Regions from separate parts of the Mus musculus genome. Here regions 1 and 3 are each linked to region 2. A link is a contact called in public HiChIP or PLAC-seq and capture Hi-C data. All regions are on one chromosome and are shown on one strand. The core of a region is the stretch at or near the end of the contact, and the rest is flanking DNA. Distances in the headings are between cores, read along the strand shown.

The links. HiChIP or PLAC-seq counts read pairs in DNA pulled down with a chosen protein or histone mark. Capture Hi-C pulls out chosen DNA fragments and counts their contacts.
Region 1: an H3K4me3 HiChIP or PLAC-seq map of bone marrow-derived macrophages shows a contact between it and region 2, with 6 times the contacts expected there. The contact joins two enhancer-like sites. A contact is called at or near these places in 15 of 484 Hi-C or Micro-C datasets (the CH12 cell line, Th2 cells, bone marrow-derived macrophages and 8 more), 3 of 115 datasets of contacts at active chromatin or transcription factors (the 230-238 cell line, bone marrow-derived macrophages and regulatory T cells) and 4 of 9 other capture datasets (adipose tissue, embryonic tail, embryonic trunk and 1 more).
Region 3: a capture Hi-C map of embryonic tail shows a contact between it and region 2, with 15 times the contacts expected there. The contact joins two enhancer-like sites. A contact is called at or near these places in 3 of 39 promoter capture datasets (cranial neural crest, hematopoietic stem and progenitor cells and stem cell-derived epiblast-like cells), 1 of 115 datasets of contacts at active chromatin or transcription factors (embryonic stem cells) and 2 of 9 other capture datasets (embryonic tail and embryonic trunk).

The regions. Positions count from the first base shown.
Region 1 is chr11:109,586,668-109,589,570 of GRCm38.p6, forward strand. All of the region lies in intron 4 of Wipi1 (WD repeat domain, phosphoinositide interacting 1), which reads right to left. All of the region lies in intron 2 of Gm39442 (a long non-coding RNA gene), which reads left to right. Among named protein-coding and RNA genes, the nearest start is that of Gm39442, 9.7 kb to the left of the region's middle. Within about 2 kb of position 1,519, at least 46 of the 459 cell types and tissues checked have an H3K27ac peak or open chromatin away from gene starts, as enhancers often do. A contact at or near this core is called in bone marrow-derived macrophages and hematopoietic stem and progenitor cells, where this site is marked.
Region 2 is chr11:109,268,515-109,271,214 of GRCm38.p6, forward strand. It overlaps Rgs9 (regulator of G-protein signaling 9), which reads right to left. Exons shown (of 19, transcript NM_011268.2): 8 at 409-490. Among named protein-coding and RNA genes, the nearest start is that of Rgs9, 28 kb to the right of the region's middle. Within about 2 kb of position 1,422, at least 84 of the 459 cell types and tissues checked have an H3K27ac peak or open chromatin away from gene starts, as enhancers often do. A contact at or near this core is called in bone marrow-derived macrophages, embryonic tail and hematopoietic stem and progenitor cells, where this site is marked.
Region 3 is chr11:109,713,505-109,716,204 of GRCm38.p6, forward strand. All of the region lies in intron 1 of Fam20a (family with sequence similarity 20, member A), which reads right to left. Among named protein-coding and RNA genes, the nearest start is that of Fam20a, 7.4 kb to the right of the region's middle. Within about 2 kb of position 1,302, at least 22 of the 459 cell types and tissues checked have an H3K27ac peak or open chromatin away from gene starts, as enhancers often do. A contact at or near this core is called in embryonic tail, where this site is marked.

The DNA.
Region 1 (2,903 bases), core at 269-2,768, 320 kb after region 2:
GAAAAGAAGCAAGCTTTCTGTGTCATCAGTATGGAAACTTTACTGTCTTCAGGAAATGGTGAGATTATACCCAAGAATTATTTTAAAACAAATTTATGATCTATTATCAGCCAGTGTTTGATATATATATATATATCTATTTTGTCTGCATATATGCTCAGAGCCATTTAAAAAAAATTCTTGAACTGAGAAGGGGCTGTTGGGGGGGAGGAGTTTAAGAAATCCCGTTCTGAACAAAGGATTTGAATCGAGAAAACCTTCAGGAGACCTCTCGACTTAACACTGGCAGTGACCCCTCCACTGCTGAGCACTCAGACCTCGGGATACAAAGAATATTCTCTTTCACAGTTTTCAGCCCAAGGCTCTCAATCAGAGGTTCGCTCTCTTCCAATCCCATTACCCTCTGGAGCCCTGTGAGAGTTCACTCCTAACCGAACAGGACTTCCCAGTGGGAAAGGTCAGCGTGCTTTAGCTTTTCCTGAGTACGATTAAATACAGTTAGCTAGGAACTTCACGTTCAACTACCGGAAAGGCAAACGTTTTCTATCTCATCATCCACGCTGATAAGGGAGGGCGGAGCCTCCTCGGAGTGGAAGTCACTGGAGGTCTGCACTTTGGTTGAGGCGGCAAGCCTGGCCTTTGAGAGAAAACTTGCATCGGAACATGTTGGATGTAAGATGCCTCGATATCTTTTGGAAGTAAAGGAAGCCAAGGAAACTCTGGAGGTGACAGGAGCCATTTTTATTATAAGGATAATGGGGTGGGGTGGGGACAGTGTCCCTGCAGCACTGAGGGGAGATTTCTCACCCCAGTGACTGAGGTTAGTGGTCATACACGGTAGGAACTCCAGAGCCAAAGCTTAACCGGAAAACGATCTTCAAGAAGATCATATGAGAGATATCTTCTTAGATAATAATAAAAACAATAATGCTGGCTAGCTTTGTTGTAAACTGGTGTATTCAGTGGGTTCTTATAAAAAGCATTTGTAAAATGCTAGACCCAGGCTAAAAGGCTCCTTACTTATCCTGAAGGGGAGGAGACGGCGGGGGGGGGGTACAAAACCAGTTATGACTTGAAACTAGGTCCTGCTTCCTGCTCTGGCCTCTGAGTATACAGCCAGGCCTCTGTCTGCGCTTATCTCTTGCTGCACAGAACTCCACGAGGAGGCTGGCTGGCTGCCCTTAACTGCAGGTGCCAGCACAGCTGCGAGCCCCTACCTGGTCAAAGTCACTCGGGGGCCTTTGGCACCATGAGAGGCCACCTTCCCCGCTGCTCTCTGAGCCTTGGCTCCCGACTCTGTGAGGGCTCCAGATGTAATTTCAAGGGCAGCTGGGGGTGTGGGGGTGGACAGAGGTACTCTGGCCCCGAGACATGGAAGAGAGAATGAGATTGCGTGGGTTTGGGTGGGTGTCAGGTGGGACAGTGGCAGGGGACAGATTGAGATGCAGAGTACAGAGGAACTTGTGTTGACCGAACCGAATGCTTGTGATCTTGCAGGGAAGTGCTAACAACCACGTGGGGAAAGAAGAAAAAAAGCATAGTGAATGGGGCGGGGTAGAATGCTTCCTTTATAAGCTAGAGGGCCTAGATTCAGAGCCTAAGATCCATGTCAAACAAACGAACACCTAGCTTTACACACACACACACACACACACACACACACACACACACACACACACACACACACCCTGAGATGAGTAATCACTTCATAATTACTAGGAATAACTCCAATTTCAAAGGGCAGCTAGAGATGGAGAGATGGCTCAGTAGTTAAGAGCACTGGCTGCTCTTCTCGAGGACCCAGGTTTGATTCCCAGCACCCACGTGGCAGCTCAGAGCTGTCTCTAACTTCTGTTCTGGGGGAATCTGGTGCCTTCTTCTGGCCCCCACTGGCATCAGGCACACATGGTGCACAGATTCCCATGCAGGCAAAACACCCATTCACGTAAAAAAATTTTTTTGAGGAAGCTAATAAATGCAGGTGAGGAGATGGAAACACTGGATGCTGTGTACAGGGGTGTGAACTGGGGCAGTGTGTTAGAGAGCAACCTGGGAGGTCTCAGAAGTTAATCACAGTTATCACATGACCTGGAAATTCTACTCTCACGTGCACACCAGAGAGAAATGACAGCAATGCCAACACAAAACTCTTACATATGAATGGGTGCACTTAACAATATCCATTAGCACCAAAAGCTGAAAATACAGAGGATGGGAGTGGCGGGGGTAGTTGAACCAAAACTAAGGATGGATGGAAACCCACAGCTTGGTAAACTAATTTAGAACATTTCCTTTTTTAAAAGGGGGAGTTTGAATGTAGCCACCCTCTAGGTGGAAGATGCTTTCCCAAGAAGATATGGGTTATTAAATGAACATCTCTATCTCAGACATAAGACAGCTCTCTATAAGTCATTGGTCAGCGAGAACCCTGAAGTACCCCCCAAACACAGGCGTTTGGTTGCTTGACGTAACTACATGGTAAGATAATAGTACTGATGTTTAACGTACCGGGATACAAGGAAATCAGGCTTGAACTGTCCTGGAAACTTCCTCCATGCAGGCCACCAGAGGAGAAAGGCCATCAGTCGTATAGCCCAGTGGGCAACCCTGCATGTTACAATACCAACCTAAGAGACAAGAATGACCTACTGTGGCAATGGCGGTGCAAAGGTTATGGAGACAGCCGGCAGCTTTTGAATAGAATCTGAGACCTACGCTACAAGAGAGGATTTATGCCTGAGACTGAAAAGCTGATCAAAAATCCAGAGCTTTGGAGGTCACAGGCTCTAGAAGGAACGTTCTCCTGTGGTCTTGCCTAGGGATGTGTGGTCAAACTGCCTCCTAAATATTTATGCTGGTACATATAGATCAGCGCTGCCGTCATCCTCGGCCTGATCACCAGG
Region 2 (2,700 bases), core at 172-2,671:
CTTCCCAGCTGCTGACCTGGACCAGGGAGGAAAAGACAGAGCTGGAGATGCACAGGACATCTGTGTCTGTCTGTCTGTCTGGAGATGCACAGGACATCATCTCTGCTCTCAGTGTCTTGTTTTTTTTCTCATTCGGGACCTGTGTTCCCAGATCTTCTTATTTCCTTAAACCTCAACAACAAAAATTCCAAACCCTCACAAAAGATGAGTCGATTCCCGTTGCTTGGTACTTAACACTGACAGACAAGCTGTAAGGACCCCACCAAGAAGACACAGCACAAGGCAGCCCACACCAGATAATCCAGTTCAACTCTTGTTGGCGACAAGAAGGTGGGAAGCCAGAGGCAGCTGTGCTGCGGTGAGCACAGAATGGGGAGGAGTCAGGGGAGAAAGGGAAGCCTTACTTACCGGACTTCGGTGCACCAGCCAATACGCCTTCTCCTGGCAGTCCAGCGCGTACCTGTCGGCTTTGTTCCTTTCCTTTCCAGTCCTAAAACAACACAAAAGCTAGGCTCAGGGCGAGCAGTGCTTCACATCTTAAGGTCTAAGATGACCCCCATTCCTGATGACCTGGACCGCTTTCCCCACCTGCTCAAAGAATGTACATAAAAAACACAGCAAGCACTGCCAATAGCACATCACTCTTTTGCTCCGGGTACCGTTCCAACATGCATGGACTCATTCGATCCTAGCAACTTGGTGAGGTCCCTTTGTCTTGGTGGGCTCCTTAACAGTCTGTCACTCACTGTTAAGTACAAAAGATGAAGGAAGAGGAGGAGTGGAAGGCCCTGTATGTGGGGGCGGGGGGGGTGGGCTGCTGCATCCTCTCTGGGAATTGAGAATGTGTTCCACTTCTTCATGGTACTGGGCTGCATGACTTAGGTGCTGTCACCATGACCAGCTCCAGAATCAGATCTGTCACCAAAGTCACTACGAAGCGAGCAGAGATGATCATGTGACCCAGTGGCCTCCCTGACTTCATACTGGTTTCCCTGCTTCAGCAAACAAGATAATCAACATCCCAACAGGCAGATGGGTAACAATCCACACCAGAGCTATGCTGGAGCAACGAGTGTCTCAGGAAGTCCTATTTTTCTCCTGTTTGTCCTTCCCTGTCCCTCCAGTGAGGCGGTGACAAGTCATAGCCTTTTCTCAGTCCTGCTGGGGACTGTAAAAGGTTATCCTGTTTTGTCTAATCATCTCCCCTTTGCCACCGCAGGAGGAAGTGATGCCGGGCCTCCCCCTCCGGAAGGGAAGAAGTACTCATTATCACGCCAAGAGCACCAGTCCCACTTCCAAGGCTAGCTGTGCTCACATTTATTAACGTCTGTTTTCCCAGGCAACGGGCAACACGAGATGACGCAAACACCCTCCTCACACAGAGGTGGTGGATTTACTTCCTCGTTAATGTTCTGTGAAGAGCATAATAGCATCCAGAGAGCCAGATGGGTGAGCAGCGCAGCCATTCCAGGAGGGTGTTCTACCAACCTCCTCTGGAAATTAAATAGAAACATTGTTGCCCCTATTCCCCTTAACAACCTAATGGATTTTCTACCAGCGTAACCAGCCGGAGTCCTCGGGAGGATGGACCACAAGCACCCTGAGGTTTGCGTGGTTTCTATAATACTAGCCAGCCTTGTAAATGGAGCCCATCTTTAATGAGACCAGCTGGCCTGTCTGGACTTGCTCAGCAGCAGCACTGTGCGGAGGTCAGGAGAGCTGTGACAGATCCCAAAGAGCCAGTAAATAAGGAATTCATCGAGTTGCTCATGTGACTTTTTTTTTCACAATTCCATTTGTTTAATCTTCTGCTCATTCATGGATTTATTGATCTCCTACTATGTTCCAATTACTGGGAGTCAAAACATAGCTCCAGCCTTTGAGTGGTTTTTAGTCTAAGCGTTGCAAGAGTACTCAAGTAAATACAGACTTGCCTGTGGTGTTCGTACTGTGAGAAAACATTATGAAAACAGAAGCAAAATCAAAAACGGTCTCTGTAGTGATTCAGAAATGTGTCTCCAGGCCCTTCCTGTGGATGGAGGGGTCTGTTTCCCCTCCCGCTTAGAACCAGGTGGAGTTTTATGCTGACTTCCACCACTAGAGTGTCGGGCATAGCGTGTGTAATTTACGAGGCTGGGCCACAAAAGAATGAGCAAGTCACATAGCCACAAGAGGAGGAAAAAAAGGAAGAGGAAGAACACACACACACACACACACACACACACAGCGGGAGGGGCTCAGCATGACAAAAACTCTCTCTACAGGCAAGCCCACATGGCCCATCTAGTTTTGTGGTAGGATTCCACATCTAAAATCCATGAGTTAAGTCATGGAGTTAAGGGGACACTGGTGTCTCAGAAGAAAGGAGTCTTTTAGGAATTCCCTGTCCCACAGAGCCTCAAGTGAGGAGAGGAATCTCTGAAGAGTCTGGGTACTCAGACTTATCTAGGACTTCTGGAGGAGGAAAGTGGGAGCCACTGAGACAGCTCTGAGCGGCAGCTCCTGGAAGGGTTTTGTCAGGGTGTGGGTGGCTGAGATTGTCCCACTCAGAGCACAGAAGTAGCAGAGGGCATGGAGGGGCTGGGGAAAGAGACAATTCCATCTCCTTGCTCCTGGGCTCAGCTTAGGGCTGGAACCCACTAGAAACACAAAAGTGTTATGCTGAATAGAATTGAGTCATTCTAGCCCAACCAAGTGACC
Region 3 (2,700 bases), core at 52-2,551, 440 kb after region 2:
ATTTCCTAAGAGGGTGAACATATGCTCAGAATGCAAATTTGCATAATTTAAGGGGAAGTGTGGATCCTACCTGAACTCAGTGGGATACAGTGACCCCAGTTAAACATCCCCCGCAAGGAAACTTTGGTTAATATAAGAGGCTAGATTTGATTACAGAATTGGGGTCACTCAGTCTGACTCTTTCCTGAATGCTCAGGGGAGCCCAGGATGCAGAAATAAACATCATTGGTGGTGCATAATTCTTCTCAGGGTAAGAAAGGCCAGGAGCTGAGCTGTGAGAACAGATCTGCAGCCTTCCTACAGGATCTGGGACTTTTCTACTCTTAAAGAGAAAAAGGCCGGAAAGCTACAAATATGCCCATCTCAACTGCTCTGAAACGGAGACACCCCCCCCCAGGACATGTGACTAGGTAAGCCAGGAGAGATGACCTGTCCCTTTGTGTAGATTTTATTGTTGGTCAGCATCATCAAAAATGTTTACTGATGACCCAAATGCTGGAGATTGAAACAGGCTTTTATTAGTGTCTGAGAGCTGTGCTTAGCCTAGCAGATCAACAGCTTTGCTTTTCCTGGGTGGATGCCTTGGGCTTAGTGCTGGAGTTCGAACAAGGCAAGGGGGGGGTCTAGCTTGGATTTGACCCCCAGTGTGGTAAAATAAATCCAGGCCACCATGCTTTTTATGATCCCGTTTCTCAGGCATATGCTTCTATCTATGCCGTCGTGTGTGTGTGTGTGTGTGTGTGTGTGTGTGTGTGTGTGTGTGTGTGCTTGAGAGAGACAGAGACAGACAGACAGATACACACACACACACACACACACACACACACACATGCGCACATGTGCACACATGTGCAAACATGCATATGGATACAGAGGCCGGAAGTCAACATCAGGTGTCTTTCTCAGTTGGTTTCCCCTCCCTTTTTTCTTCTTAAGACGGGTTCTCGGACTGAACTTGGAGCGCATCCATTTGTCCCAACTGGCCAGCCAGCAAGTCCCAGGGAGTCCCCCTTGTCTCTGCCTCCCCAGTGTTAAAATTACAGGCGTGTACCACTGAGCTGACTGAGCTCTCCCCACCCAGGCGTCTCCCCGGCCCCTTTGCCAGCATTTCTGTATTTTGCTGGGTTTATCACAGGCACAGGACTTCTTGGGAACCGCAGTTCCTCACTGCTCTGTTTCCTGTGGCTCCACAAATTTATTATCTGGCTTATTACTAGTGAATCCAATAAAAGAGGCCCTTGCTGGGACTCCATTTGGTCTCTTGTTGCTCCAGCCAAATTCTCCTGGCTGCCCCCAGGGCTTGGCCCCTAAAGCCAGGCTCTACGTACGGGTGGAAAGTCTTGGGCACTGGCTTCTCCCTGAAGCCCTCAAACTCAGTTCTGGCCCGATTTCCCACTTTCAGCCATGGGACGTTGTGCCAAGTGACGGCCCAAACAGAGCTAAGTGTTTTTTCCATACTGTGGTTTTCATTAGGCGCATACATGAGTGCCTGCCCATAATTACAGGTAGTAATTTGTGCCCAGTATCTTCTGTTCCACCAAAGCCACAGCTGTTTAGAATGGTAACCCCACTGGGCTTTCAGCCATACACAGGCAATACTTCAGCACAATTCGAAGCTTCTCATCAGCTTCCAGCTTAATGAATAATCATAAGAAAAATATAGGTGGGCACCTGCCCAGGGGCGGGGCAGGGGCGGCTTTGGCAACCTCAAAGCCCCTGAGTTTCCCATTTTTTATTTCATGCAAGGCTTCTTGGCTGCTCTTCCTAAGAAAGCATAAGATGCTAAAGAAAGTCCTTCAGCTTAGCAAATGACACCTTCTCAACTTTCCTTCTTGCCTCCGTCTCGGGTCTGGACTTGATTTCGTTCAGGCTCCTACCGTAGGAAACAAACCCAGATCCAAACCTTGCACTGGCTCTTCGGGGGTGGTTTTGCTTTAGGCTTTTATAGGAGTCAGCAAGTCATAGTTGGGGGTGACTTCACAGTTGGGATCTATTTTATCCAAAGGCTTTTTCGGTAGGACGTAATCAGCTACCGATAGCCTTAAATCCTGGTGTCATCTGTTCACAATTACGCATTCCACAGATATTTACGTGGGATCAACCCCATGGCAAGCCTTGAAACAGATGTCTGGAGGGTTGGTGATTGGGTGTAAGCTTTCAATGCCAAAGAGCCAGTGGCCATTTATCTGCATGCCTCACTCCAAGCTCCATGAAGTGATGGGTGGGCATAGCGGATGAGCATGCGAAACCTTGTGGCATATGTGGGCAGAAGGAACAGAAGAACCAGTCGGGGTGTTGTCAGAGAAGACATTCCTGAAGAGTCCAGGCAATGGTCTCTGGACATCAGAGGACACTGGACAGGGGTGAGGCTCGGGAGGTGGCTGTTACAGACATGATTCTGGTGCCAACTCCTGGTATGGCTAGCTATGTGCCTGACTCTGGGCAGCTTTGTATAGAACTCTCATCCTGTTTCCTCCACTCACTAGATCAAACAGTAGCACGGTGTTCATGTCTTACCATTGTCCTAGGAACCGTCATAAACCCAATAGCTTAGACACCTCCCCTCCCTACTTCGTCTCCCCGATCTGGAGAATAGAGGCCAGGCTCTCAGTAGAAACATGCTCTGCATGAGCTGGAGTTAAGGTCTTCATTAATCTGAATTCTTGTTTGGAGGCTCTGGGGAGAGTGGAGCGGGGTAGA